Regions from separate parts of the Gossypium hirsutum genome. Here all the other regions are linked to region 1. The links are chromatin contacts, called in public Hi-C maps. All regions are on one chromosome and are shown on one strand. The core of a region is the stretch at or near the end of the contact, and the rest is flanking DNA. Distances in the headings are between cores, read along the strand shown. Region 1 holds the start of LOC107948364 (CASP-like protein 5A1). Region 2 holds the start of LOC107948368 (29 kDa ribonucleoprotein A, chloroplastic). Region 3 holds the start of LOC107948356 (dystrophia myotonica WD repeat-containing protein).

What was found. A called contact is a pair of places that touch in the nucleus more often than the background predicts.
Region 2: a Hi-C map of leaf shows a contact between it and region 1, with 2.5 times the contacts expected there. The contact joins the promoter of LOC107948368 here to the promoter of LOC107948364 in region 1. A contact is called at or near these places in 5 of 34 Hi-C or Micro-C datasets (anther and leaf).
Region 3: a contact with region 1 is called in a Hi-C map of leaf, with 5 times the contacts expected there. The contact joins the promoter of LOC107948356 here to the promoter of LOC107948364 in region 1. A contact is called at or near these places in 8 of 34 Hi-C or Micro-C datasets (anther, callus, hypocotyl and 1 more).

The regions. Positions count from the first base shown.
Region 1 is chrA04:68,059,334-68,064,196 of Gossypium_hirsutum_v2.1, reverse strand. It overlaps LOC107948364 (CASP-like protein 5A1), which reads right to left and starts at 2,918. Exons shown (of 2, transcript XR_001697344.2): 1 at 2,330-2,918; 2 at 924-1,350. It overlaps LOC107948362, which reads left to right. Exons shown (of 4, transcript XM_016882869.2): 3 at 26-94; 4 at 410-850. The coding sequence ends at 487.
Region 2 is chrA04:67,821,004-67,825,866 of Gossypium_hirsutum_v2.1, reverse strand. LOC107948368 (29 kDa ribonucleoprotein A, chloroplastic) reads right to left here and starts at 2,156. Exons shown (of 5, transcript XM_016882873.2): 1 at 1,499-2,156; 2 at 1,017-1,118; 3 at 250-546; 4 at 1-30. The coding sequence starts at 1,876. LOC121228012 (a long non-coding RNA gene) reads right to left here. Exons shown (of 4, transcript XR_005925560.1): 4 at 3,815-3,932.
Region 3 is chrA04:68,257,915-68,262,777 of Gossypium_hirsutum_v2.1, reverse strand. It overlaps LOC107948356 (dystrophia myotonica WD repeat-containing protein), which reads left to right and starts at 2,272. Exons shown (of 11, transcript XM_041111084.1): 1 at 2,272-2,898; 2 at 3,351-3,665; 3 at 3,749-3,857; 4 at 3,946-4,039; 5 at 4,698-4,785. The coding sequence starts at 2,728.

The sequences.
Region 1 (4,863 bases), core at 1,669-4,168:
GATAAATTATGTGTCCTTTTCACAGATCAAAGACTCTATTGGAAAGAAGGGAGATTCCACTGGCTTTGAGGAAAAATTGATGCTGCTGCAAAAGGTAACTTTTACAATGCTGAAAGTTGTTTCTTTCTTGTTCTTCTGTTCTTATGACCACTATCCTGTATGTTTTATTTGTCATTCTTTGTATTCTTCTTCAATGGAAATGCTAGAACTAAGCCATTCGATCATGATTTTCCTATCCGGTTGTAAACTAAAATGAAAGTGAGACAGACTTCCTTATCACTAAGGAATCATTGAAAACTTTGTGAAACTGCAATCGATTTTGGTACAGTGCTTAAAAAATGGATTTGCCGAGCAAAATTAAGAATGCCTCAAATATGCCTTCTGTTATTAATATTTGCTATATTATCAGGAAAATGCTGTTTTACTCGAGCAAGTGGAAACGTTAAAAAATGAGCTTGTGGCAGAGAAACGGAGATGTCACACATAGTAGACAAACTTACAAAACTTCGCTCATATTTGGGTTGAGCACAACTTCACCTGACTCCTGTGCTTGCAACTAATTGGTTTGGCGTCTGCGGCTTCTCGAGTTATTCAAGTCTGGTGATGGAACTTTTTAAGTTGTTCTCTCCCTATGCATAATTTAGGCCTCGATTTTCATGTAATAGCCAATAGGTGTTTGAGGACTGGGAATTCTCTTTCCTTGGATGGTGGGTGGAGACTGGGATTAGTTTCTTACAGCTTGTTGATGCTCTATTACTAACTGTAACTACTTCCCATGCCTGCCGCCATTGAACTGATATGATAAAACTGATTGAATATTTTACATTGGAGTTGGAGCAGTACTCTGTTATCTTACTGTAGTTCATGAAATTTTATTTCAATTCAGATACTCAATTTCTTCAGACGAATTTGGTACAAAGGACTAAGCTTGAAGTTCAATAATCATTATCATTGAAAATCCATGATCAGTAGCCAACAAGTGTTAGGGATTGAGCGAATAGAGGGGTAGTAAGTAATTTATAATTTAAATACCCTGTTCCCTCAAAGATACAAGTATTGGAAGCCTAGCAAAAAATATATATACAGAGATGGTGTAATCAACAATACAGCAGATTGGAAAGTCTGCAAAAGGCTTACAGCAGAAGTGCAACACAATTATCAGTGGGAAGCCAATGACCATAAATTCAGCAGAAAGGATGGTGACATTGCAAACCAGCTGATGACGGCCATTGCTGTAGCTGTTTCAAACTTAGTGCAGTGATTCACACTACATTTATCAAGATCATTGTCAATCAAGACTGTTATGCCAGCTGATGCAGATGCAGCGGCAAATGTAAGTGTCGAAGTGATCTGCACCGAAACTGTCACCATTTTAATTCAACTACCAAATGAAGTAAATCTTACATCCCATTCAAAATAGCGAAACATCCCCACAGTCCACAGAGAGTGCAATGGCATCCTATAAATAATGTCATACTCCATTTCTAACACCTCTATTCACCAAAGCTTAGAATTTTCTTCCTTTTTTTTTTTTTTCCAAACTATCTGGAAAGTTCATTTGCAAAATCAGAATAACCAGCGATTAGTGAAATATACTACATCAGCAAGGTCTAAGTTAAAATTTTCAGGGGACTAGCAAATATGAGCCTATTTCTTTAACGATTTAAAGTATTACATTGGAGACAAACATTCGTAGGATAGTTTAACACACTATTAAAGAAAATATGGAACCACTTTAATGTAGCTTGTGAACAGATAAATGTTGTTTTCAATTCTGTACGCCCAAATAGTATGTTTCCCTATGCAACTTCGACCATGTCCAACGCATATTCGGCCATGGTATGAGGATATACCCTCCAAGAGTCCTCGAAAAAACTTCAATATTCAAAGTACCCGTACCCGTATCTGACACTCACTCGTCACTCCCCAGTAACATAGATCACTCGAGCCGAGCTCATCATATAACACTATATGCTCAGAACAGTTTAATTCAATTACAAAGGAAAAAAAAAAAAAAAGGCATCCCTTCATCAAAGTCTTGACATATCTCAAATGCATTTATTATATAAAATGTCGTATAAACATAGTAACCGTTTCCCCATATGTCAGGTTGAAAGATGCGAGAACTAAAGAAGAACTTGAAAGAAGCTTGTAGTTGATTTTAAAACTCAAACAAAAATTAGAAAAGTTTGGTGGATGGTGATGATCGAGACCAACAAATTGGATGTCATTTCAATAGCTAAAGTTTACAATCTATTGGGTGTTTGTATAAAGATTGAAACATAAATAAAAAATGAAAAGGAAATGAAATGAAAAAGGGGGTAATCACCAAAAAGCTGTGGCAGAGCGGAAGTCATTGGTGGTGGCCATGACAGAGACAGAAATGATGGAGAAAATGAACTGAGAAAGACGAAGAAAGAGGCCACCTTTAGTCCCAGGCATGCCTTGGATGTCCTTCATCCTTACTCTAGGACCGTGTACCGCCGCCTCCGTCATCGGTGGAGCCTCCACCGGGTGAACCGCCGGACGGCTCACGTTCATTGCTTCCCTTCCTCTTCATGGGAAAGTCAGGGATTTTTATAGAACTGAAAAAAAAAATCTAATATTTCATTAACTTTGCTTACAAAGTGAAGGGCGGAAAAGTCTGGGGTTGAGTTCCCTTCCCCCGTGTGTGCGGAGCTACTCAGCTCTCATTCACCCACTTTAGTTACAAAGTTTGAATCTGGGCCCTTAGTTTCATGAGAGAAGTGGGGTCTAATCTTAATCTACCATCAAAACGAAAGCACCATTGATTTGATCTCCTTAGAAAAAAGAAGGTCAAAATTCAAAGGGCATAAATGCTTTCTTTTTGGACCTGCAAATGGCAATGCAGATGGGGATTATAAATGCTTTTCTGCTGTACAATGCTTAACTTTATATCACTTTTTTTGAACAAATATTTACTCTTTACTTCTGCAACAGATATCGTTTTAGTTGTGGGTTTCAGTGTTTTGTTCTTGTTTTTTTATACATCATTAGTAACTCTTAACAAAAATAAATAAATAAAATTACAATTTCATTGTGATAGTTGTTTTCAACTTTTATATTTATTTTATCAAAATTACCATGATTTTATATAGACATTTTAGAAAAAATAAAATTTCAAAAATATTATTGCTGAAGAATTAATATGTTCAGAATTAAAAAAAAATTATCAATAGCAGATTAAAAACAAAATTAACAATAAGTAAAATTAACTATTTAATATTAATTCAAGTATTTTATTTTAATAGTTAACAATAATTTAAATTATTAAAAATTAATAAATTAACTTAAAAAAATTTTAATGCTATAAAGCCTTGAAATTTTAAATATATATAAAAAGAAAAAAGTAATCTTTTTATAAAAACTTGTTTCATTAATTTTTAATATTACATTAATTAACTTATTGTTGTTTTGTATTAAAATAAAATATTAAAAATATTTTTATTAAATCTTTTCTCAAATATTTTTAATTAGATTAAAATTGCATAGAAAAAATCATTAAAAAAATCAAACTTTAGTTATAAAATTCAATCAAACAAAATAAAGTGATAAGATTCAATATATAATTAAAGTTTTAGTTGATAAGTAGAATGAGAAATATTAATCATAAAAATTATAGAAATAAATTTCAATAATCACTAAAAGTAAAGTGAAAAATTTACACGTCAACCCATTAATATATGTTTAAAATTACAAGTATAATTACATCTGTAATTAAAAAAAATACATCTAAATAAATGTAATTAAAATTAGCCATTATAAAAAATGGAAAACTAGAATATATGCAAACTTATATAAAAATAAATCTATATAGAGTTTATATATGGTGGGGCTGAGATTCCATGTATGACACATAGGATCTTAAAATTTCAGGACCTCAACTTTCATTAAGCTAAGACATCATTAGTTGTAAGTTTATTTTTAAAAAATAACAATTCATGATAATTATATATTTTTTAATGAATAATTTATTATCAAGTAGATATTTATAAAAATCAAGATAAGTTTAATGTATTTTAGGATTTTAATAATCATTAAAAATAGAATTCTATATCATGTATACTTTTTATATCTATGAAGCATTGTAAATCATTTCCATTAATCAATAAAAATGCCTTTTTACTCTCTCTATTCTTTTAACCCACGAGCTATTATTATTTTATGTCAGGAAAATTATAAAAGTAATTTACGTCCAAGAAAAAAGCCACAAGATTTGAACCAAACACTCATTGGTACTTCAGATTTCCTTTAACCATTTAGGTATTTTATGATCTTTAAGCTTTTTATCAAGAAATTTATATAATTTTATTTGGTATGTTTTTTCTACTATTTCTTTTTTTTTATATAAAATTGTTCTTTAATCTTTCTTATGAAAGGAAAAAAAATATTTCAAGTTTTTCTTTTTTCTTTTTTTAAATTAAGGAGGTTTTGAGTTGTATTATACATTATATTTGAATAAAGAAAAGAATTGAAATTTAATTAAAATTGCAATGGAGTGTATTATTAACATGTTGTTGTTGATTAAAGGAAAATTCGATAGGATCTATTGATTCTTATTGACCTACCATTATTGAATGATCAGATTGATTTTATAACATATATGATATTAAAATTTGGAGCAGTGTGTATCGAATAACTTTAAACATTGTATATAAAAAATGGATTGTTTTATAAATTTTTTACTATTAGTTTATAAATGTTATTATGAAAGTAAAATTAGTATTTGTAAAAGAAATGATGATGATGTTAAAATCTTTAAGTTTATTTTACTATGATTTATTTTATTATAACATATTTATTATAATTTGAGATTAATCATGGCAGATTCATGAACAAATA
Region 2 (4,863 bases), core at 907-3,406, 240 kb after region 1:
TGAGACTCGAATTGGTCTGCCATCCAACTCCTGCATCAAACAAATTTTTTTAAGCAATTCACAGTCATTAATGAAGTTATTAGATTTCTGTAAGTAGCAGTTTTGTACAAAATCAAGCATATTAAAGTCAATAATGATACTGAAAAAGTATATAGCAGCCAAATGACCTATCTTATCCAGCATCTACTAATTGACTCTAAATTGCTATAAACATTCATGGATTAGAACTCAAGGTAACGATTAACTTACAACACCATTAAATGTTTTGACAGCACCATCCACCTCTTCACTAGAATTGTAAGTTACAAAGCCGAAACCCCTTGATCTACCACTTTCCCTGTCATAAACAACTTTTGCTTCCACAACCTTGCCTTGCTCACTGAACAAGGTCTCCAGTGCTAAATCATCAACGCCCCACGAAAGGTTACCAACATAGACACGATTTGAAGCACCCATGGTTGAACCACCTCTCGCCCTAGGAGAAAATTCTTCCCTACGAGGAGGAGGTGGTCCAGAGTTTACCCTCAACGCTCTCCCTTCAAGTTCCTGCAATCAGCAAGTGTAAACACAAGAAAATTTTATGATAACCTCGATTCAAACTTCTGATAGAAACTATAACCTTATACCAAAACTGATAACGTCACAGGGGTATTAGATATTAATACAGTCAAAAACTTAAGCATACTCGATATTGCGAAACACCCTTTTTCCATCCACTATGCTGGAAAAGAGAAAGTTGAGGAAACTAGAACAAATAAAAATGGAAGTTTTTTATATTCAGATGCTGAAAAAATTCATTTGCCGCAGTGGGTTCCAAGGCCAGAACATAAATGTCAATCCTCAAATTGTTCTAAAGATGACAAATATGCAAATCTTCATCCATGCGTACTCTAAACCGAAAGAGGATAACCATGTTTGTTTAAGTAGCATGTAAACGAAGCAATTAAATTATTAAATGTGCAAAATACTCTTTAAGTTCGCATATCTGCATATGAACACCCCAAAAGATGACTTACATAGCCATTGAACTGTTGAGCAGCAGCTTCCACTTCCTCAGTAGTAGACATGGTTACAAAACCAAATCCCCTACTTCTCCCAGTTACCTTGTCATAAATCACCTGTCAAAAGCAATAATTTCAACACATCAAAACGGAGTGTACATCTAGTTTGTTAACTTCCCAAATGATTGGAGTGAAGCAACAAGGTCCATATTTCAATGGATGCTCAATTAAATCACTAAATGTATATCATGACCCTTCAATTGGCTAAATGTCTTTTTAATTATTCAATTTTCATCTCGAAATTAAAAGTTTCTTCCATACTATAATTCAACATATCAGAAATAAAGGTTCATACTATGCTTGAATTCAAACTAAAGGGCAAGCCTCTGTGTGAAAACAGAACATGATGAAAACAAAGCAAGTCATTCATAAACATAAACATAAACATGGTGAATTACAGGTAAAAGCAAAGGGGGAAAAAGAAAAAAAAAATTTACCTCAACCATCTGAACATTTCCAGCACTTCCAAACAAGCCAGCAAGCTGAGCACTATCCACACTAAAAGGAAGATTGCCCACAAAAAGTTTCAAGTCAGGGGAGAACCTAGTAGCCTCTTCATCATCACTACCAAATAAACCCTCTTCCTGACCGTACTCAGATGAAACGGAAACGTTTCTAACAAAATTAGAAGGAAAAGAAGAAGACTTTTTTGTTAAAAGCGTGAAACTTTGAAGAGAGGAAGAAAAGAGAGGCTTTGCATGGAGGCGGTGGGAAAGAGAGAAGGGGGACAGTGAAATGGGAGTTGGGTTTGGTAAAGATATGGTTTTGGGTTTGAGAGATGGGAGGATGAGAGATGAAGCAGATGTTGCAGACATTTTAGCCTTTGTTTCTGCTTTAGCCAAAGAGAAGATAAGGTTTTTGAAATGGGAGAGAGGGTTTAAGAAGAGCAGCTTACATTATAGATAGTTTTATAGGAGGAGAAGTTGCCTGCTTGTCTATCTTGCCGCCGGTACTTCGGATTACATATCGTGAAATTGGGGCCGTTAGATTTTTGTTGATAAGATATTAGATTGCGATAGATTTTAGATATTTTGCTGAGGGAAAAGGCTTTGGGTTTCGGTTTGAGCGACATTTGCATAGGGCCACAGCCCCTCAAACCCAAATGAAAATGGACTAATTAGAACTGTATTTTATGTTTCTAAATTACAACCTCCATCAAAAAATTAATTTTTTTTAATTTTAAGTTAATCGAATTGAGTTATTCGAATTATTTAAGTTAAATCGAATAGGTAATTTAATTTTTGAATTCAAATCGAGTTAAATTTTACAATTTGAATAACTCAAATAATTCAAATAACATATTGGTATAAATACCCTTTTAGTCCTTATTAAGTTTGAAAATGAGCAAATTAGTCTTTCTCCCAACAAAAATTACAAAATAATTCAAAATAATTTTTAAAAATCAAAATATTTATAAAAATTCAAAAAATTATAAAAAATTCAAAAAAAATATAAAGAAAGTTAAAAAATAAAAAAATTTCTAGAATAATAATTTTGGGATTTAAATAAGTTAATTAATTATTTAAGTTTATCATACTAAATTATTTTTTATTAATTTACTTTGAAAAAGTTTTTAAATATATGTGGTTTCAAATTTATGTGTTATAACATGAAATTAGTTATATTGATTTTAATTTGACGTGTTTAAATTTTTTAATTTAACTCGAACAGTTCACTCGATTCGATTTGACTCAAATTTCATTTAACTCGACTTGATTCGAAAAAATCTTAAATTGATTTAGATGATAAAATAGGACTTGTCAACATAATTAACTCGATTCGATCGAACACTCACATGGATGTATTCACTTCGATTTAATTTTTAACAAAAATTGAATTAAATTTTTTCATTTTCTTTTTAACTTTTGAAATCAAAATTGTATTGAATAAAAATAGAAATACCCAAAACCAATAATAGCGGTTTGATTTTAAAATTTTGAGTTTTGTCAAAAAAAAATCATCTTCTTTTGAACCCCAAAGTTCTAATATATATATATATTTTATTTCATAATAATCATAATGCATGCTCTTAATTCATTTATACATTTACGAGGTAAATTAAATAATTACATTAATATTATAATCATTCATAAAACCATTTAAAAAATCATTTTAAGTTAAGTTATTAAGTTAATAAATCATTTAAAGTTGTTAAAAGAAAAGTTAATACATAAATTATTGATATATCTAATGTTTTACTTACCATTCTTTTAATTAATTATAATCGAATCATTACAATATGCCATATACTTTTTTAAATTTATAACTATCAAATATATATTCAACAACTTGTGTATAATTGTTTCTTTTATAAATAAAATATTTATAGAGTTTAATGAACTATTTTTTTAAAATTAGAATTATGCTTATAATTATGATTATTATTTTTAAGAAATGATTTACTTGCTGTGAAATATTTTAACTTTTTGTATAAAATGGTTCCAAGAGGAGAAACTGAACTTGAACCGAATTGTGCGATTTGAATGATAACATTAACATGAAACTGAACCGAACATTATAAAACCTGAACCGAATATTATAAAACCTAAACCAAATTGAATATATCGGATCAAATTGGTTTTTAGATTCTTTTAGTTTCTTTGCTCAATCCTACGGCCAACAATTGGAGACTTCTCTAAATATTTGGATCGGATTCAAATATTAAATTTATCATTATTAGGAAATTTTTATCTAAATATTATTTTTACCCAAATAAAATTAATCTTAGACGGTAAAATAAATGAAAATAGTTGTGGATTTATAAAAAAAGTTCCAAAGCTAAGTTTGAAGTGGAAACTATAGAGAAAAGATGAACACCAGCCCAGCCAAACATCACCGTATTTTTTATTTCCTCAACGTTGTTGCATTTATCTGCAAATAATGTCGTGCATATTAAAAAAAAAAATGAAACTGATTACGTTAAAATTATGTGCATTACGCGGATTGAATGAAATGTCAAAGGACTTCTTGGACAACTCCTACTCTACTCTACTCTACTCTAGATTACATCATATGAATGATTGGACACTTGAAATTTTCACTAGTTTCTTGACAGCAAGCAACGCCAAACATCACTAGTTCCTTGCAACTAAAGTGGTCCATGGCCGTTCAGGCCAGGCTACTTAAAAATTTTAGGTGTGGATTCCACTCAAAAATATATTTAAAATTTTGTTTAAATTTAGATTAGATAAAATTGTTAAAACTCGAGTCTATTTTATCCGTATTAAAATTTTTGTGTAAAAATTTAAAAATATAATCAAATATACTGAAAATATTAAAATAAATGTTTCCTAATAATTTTTTTAAAAATATAGTAAAATTAAAAAAATTAAAAAATTAAAAATACATTAAATGCACTAAGATAAGTGCAACTTAGAAATCAAATACATCTAAAATAATAACAAAATTAATAATAAAACAAGAATTATAAAATATTCAAACAATAATAAAAAAATAATTTCAATTTAATAGCGAAATGATAGCAAATAATAAAAAACAGTGGCAAAACAATAAAAAAAAATAGAAGAACTTTTTTTGCAAATTCAAGTTAGACTAAGTTTAGGCCAAAAAATCTTGCCCAAGGCTTGGCTCGTTTTTTAAATGGGTTTTATTTTTTTATCTAAATATATTTTTCGAGCTTATATATTTACTCAAACTCTTTCACTTTTAGAGTAAGCTTTCGCATTGGACCAGGTGGGACAAGACTATTTGTAAAAAAAAAAAAGAGTTGGTATAATTTGCACAAACATATCGTCACTATGTGTATAAAAAGAATAATCATATTCCCATATAATAAAGAAAG
Region 3 (4,863 bases), core at 1,023-3,522, 200 kb before region 1:
CTAATATGTGCATAATATAAACCTGATGAAAAAGCAGGTAGCCTTTCCAAAATATATTTCTTTCCACATTCAACATTTTTCTCATTCATAGTCTCAATATGATATCCATTTAGACGAATATCTTTAAAACTCAATAAATTTCTTTGAGATTTGGTGGAATATAAAGCATCATCAATGATAAATTTTGTACCTTTAGGTAACAATATAATAGCTCTTCCAGAGCCTTCAATAAGTTTTAAACTACCCGATATTGTATTAACATGGGCATTACTCATTGTCAAATGAGAAAAATATTTTTTATCTTTGAGTATCGTATGTGTTGTAGCACTATCTGCAAGACACATGTCTTCATTGATTTTGGGTCTATCGAAATTTTGTTGAATATTCATATTCTTCATAAAAACAAACAAAATATAATATGATAAACATTACAAATATTTATTAAATATATCAATTATTTTTTTATGCAAGAAAATAAAATATACTTAAAAAGTGTCAAAATAACATCAATTTTTCTAACGATTCTCAAAGAAATCTGCCACATCTAGATAAGTTATATTATTAAGGTCGTTAAATTTATCATCCTTGTAGGCATGGTCAGTTTTATTATTATAGTGAATATCTTCATCTTTTGCCTCTATTTCATCATTTTGGGATATAAAATTTGTCTCCATATGCTTTCCCTTCCTTTTAATGGATGCTTGATAAAGTTTCACTAAATGCTCAGACGTACGACAGGTACGTGACCAATGCCCCTTCATACCACATCGGTAGCATATATTCTCAACAATCTTTGAAGGATTATTTTGACCACTTCTTTCTTGTCTTTCATTGTTATTATTTTTCTGGTGGTTAGAAGTATCATTGTTATGACCACCATGATAACGATTACTAATACGTCCCCGACCACGTCCCCTACTACGTTCACGACCTCGGCCGCGACTTCTATATTTTCTATTTTTATAATTATTGTGTACTGCGACATTCACTTCAGGGAATGGTGCAGAACCAGTGGGACGAATTCCATGATTTTTCATCAATAGCTCATTATTTTGCTCAGCCACCAAAAGGCATGAAATCAATTCAGAATACCTTTTAAAACCTTTTTCACGGTATTGCTGCTGCAAGAGCACATTAGTAGCGTGAAAGGTTGAAAATGTTTTCTCTAACAAGTCCTTATCAGTTATGTTTTCTCCACATAATTTTAGTTGAGAACTAATTTTGAAAAGTTCTGAATTGTATTCACTTACAGTCTTAAAATCTTGCAACCGTAAGTGCATCCAATCATAACGAGCTTTAGGGAGTATCACAGTTTTCTGATGGTCAAATCGTTCTTTCAAATTTTTCCACAACTCAAGAGGGTCTTTCACAGTGAGATATTCCACTTTTAATCCTTCATGCAGATGATGACGGATGAAAATCATTGCTTTTGCAGTGTCTTGATTAGATGCTTCTTTATTTGCTAATATAGTATTTCCTAGACTTTTAGCATATAGGTGAATTTCAGCATCTAACACCCATGACAAATAGTTCTTGCCTGAGATGTCTAAGGCCGCAAATTCAAGTTTGGCAAGATTTGACATTATAATCACTTGAATCAAAATAAAAAAAATATTAATAAATTAATAAGTATTCTCAATCGTAAATAATTCAATTATATATACCAAATTTGCTAAATAATAATATGTATGTCAAATATTGGCATAAAGAGGAATAGTCATGATAATAACTTAACACAAATTAAATTAATTGAAATTTCTTTTAATAAAAAAATGTATATATAAATTATCATTATTAGATTTTAGTTGTAAAAATAAATATGCAAATGTTACCCAAAACAAATATTTCATCTAGAAAATAAAATAAAAGAATTATGAAAATACGTATACCGTATATAGTTTAACGGGAGTTATACGGGCAAATTATAAAAAGTCGAAATGACGTAAACTTCACTATGAATTCGTAGAAACTCATGCTGATAACGTGTTATAGAAAAATTAATAAAACAATAAATAAAAGAGGATGAAAATACGAGAAAATTTCATTATTTTATTTTCACTTACAAGGTACTATTTATAAGCTCCTTTACATTCAATTAATAAAGGTATTACATTGAATGAATTAAAGTTTTTTAATTACTTTATTTAATAATCTCTTAATTATAAATTAAGTAAAGAGTTTTATCTCATTACTTTAATATGCTTAAAAAGAGTTTACGACCTCCGTCTAATTTACAACAAAAAGGAGATTTTTTTAAATACAAAATAGAAAAGAACATAATTGGGGGCCGAATGGTAAGTGCCCAAAGTCAAGAAAATGGAGGTGAAAATCTGAGCATATCAAACTCAATACAAAATAAATTATAATAAAGAAAACCTGGAAATCTTTCCCATTTTCATCATCAATCCCTCTCTCAGTTTATAACTACAAAGACCGAATAAGATCACTCTCTTGAATCCTCCACCGTCCATTCCGTTGACTTCCCTTAAACTTCCCGAAAAGTCTAACCTCTTCTCATAACTCCAACCATACAGGGCCCTTCTCCTCCTTTGATCCCCCATTCCCCATTTCAACAACAGAAAATTACCCATAAAAGACTTATTTTCTTTTTGGGTTTTCTTTTGGTCTTCGGATTTAGGAAATAAGAAATTTTCAAAATTGGGAAGAAGTAGAAGAAACCCTAGTGTGTCATGATCAGATGTTATCGGGTGTAAGATAAGCGACACCATGATCAACACGGCCAACGGTACGATTTCGACCTCTTCGTCCTCGGCAAACGCTCAATCGCCGGGTTTGAAGACTTATTTTAAAACTCCAGAAGGTCGATATAAGCTTCACTATGAAAAGACTCACCCTTCTAGCCTTCTTCACTATGCTCATGGCAAAACTGTTACTCAGGTAACTTCAAATTCCTAGGGTTTCCTTTTTTTTCTTAAATTATTGAAAAGAAGACTATCTTTTGTGTTACTTATTTGGGTTTTGATCAAGACCAATCATCCGATTTCACTTTAAATTACTCTCTTTTGTTTTTCTTTATTTCTTTTTATTTTAGTGTGGGTTTTCCTTTTTGTGTTTTTGATACACTAATGTTATAATTAGATAATGAGAACATTTCCAATTTATTAGTGAGAAGAGGGGTTTTTACATGTACCCATCTGTTAGAAGAACTTGAAGAACATATTTTATTAGATCATTTTGTATCATCGGTGTTTAAGCATTATTGATTACAAGTTTAAGCTTCAAAGAGTTTGAATCAATGCCCTTAGTTATAAAGTCAAATTTTGATCGTTTTGCTTATACTTATGTATTATTCGTTTGTTGAGATTGTATTGATTAAGTCCGGCTGTCAGGTTACCCTAGCACATTTGAAGGAGAAGCCAGCTCCATCAACTCCGACGTCTTCATCGTCCAGCTACAGTGCCAGCAGTGGGGTCAGATCAGCAGCAGCAAGGTGGCTAGGTGCTGGGAACGGGAGCCGCACGCTTGGATTTGCTGGAGGGAATGGTGGGAGTAAAAGTATTGGTAGTACTAGTAGGATTGGGTCATTGGGTGCTTCAAGTTCTAGTAATTCAATCAATAATATGAATTTTGATGGGAAAGGGACTTATTTAATCTTTAACGTTGGTGATGCTATCTTTATAAGTGATTTGAATTCTCAGGACAAGGTAATTTAGCATTTTTTTTTGTTATGGTTTTTGATGTAAGAGAAGCCATCTGTTGTTTTTGAGAATATTGGTGTTTAATGTAGGATCCAATAAAGTCTATCAATTTCAGTAATTCGAACCCTATCTGCCACGCATTTGATCAAGATGCCAAAGATGGCCATGATTTGCTTATCGGGTTGAATTCTGGTGATGGTAATTCTTCTTAGCTTATTCTAATTTGCAATTTTAGCTCAAGGGTTTAAACTCTGCAAATTTATCAGTTCTGTGTGTATTACTGTAGTTTACTCTGTGTCACTGAGACAGCAGTTACAGGATGTTGGAAAGAAGCTTGTTGGGGCGCAGCATTACAATAAAGATGGTTCTGTCAATAACAGGCAAGTTTTACATTACAACATCCATTATACATTTCCTAACCTTTCTTCGCCATTCGAGTATACTTTTTAAAAATTTCGAGTTTCAAATGTTTTGTCTTAGGTCTTCATGCATGTGATTTGTAGAATTTTGTGCTTTAGAGGCTAAACTAGTACATGATGGTGTAAAGATAAATTGTGGTACCCAATGGCTTGGAGCTGGATAATTTCTATGACATCTTATATAGATTTGTTTTTCTTTTAAATGATGCATATTAAGCTTACGCCACTTTATGATATCATTTTCTTGAATCTGTTTTTGTTATTTTAATGGGGCAATATTGTCGCAATTTTTTTTCTATCCACCTAGAGACCTTGCTGCAGAGCGGCTTCGTTTGTTTTCTCTTTAACTTTCAATATTTTTAAGGTATCAATACTACCAAATATAAGGCCAGCAAGAAAGCAACTGACTTGGTCTCTCGCTGGGTTGATTTTTAAACCTGCTAGCAATATTCAACTTGTCATCTGCTGCAACTTATAGAATTTGCTTTTCTCTCAGGCTTCCCCTTAGGATGATGAAAGGGGCACTGACTTTTGTTTCTAATTGGCCTTTATGCTGAATTGATGTTTTAATTTGGTTGACTCAGCTGCCGATCTTATATATTCTTGTTATTTCCAGCAGTCGCTGTACTGGTATTGCATGGGTTCCCGGAGGTGATGGTGTTTTTATGGTGGCTCATGCTGATGGAAACATGTACGTGTATGAAAAGGCAAGTTTCTGATAATTAAAGAAGGATTTTATTTATTTTTTATATTTTTTAACTTCTGGAGGTATAACTTACAAATTT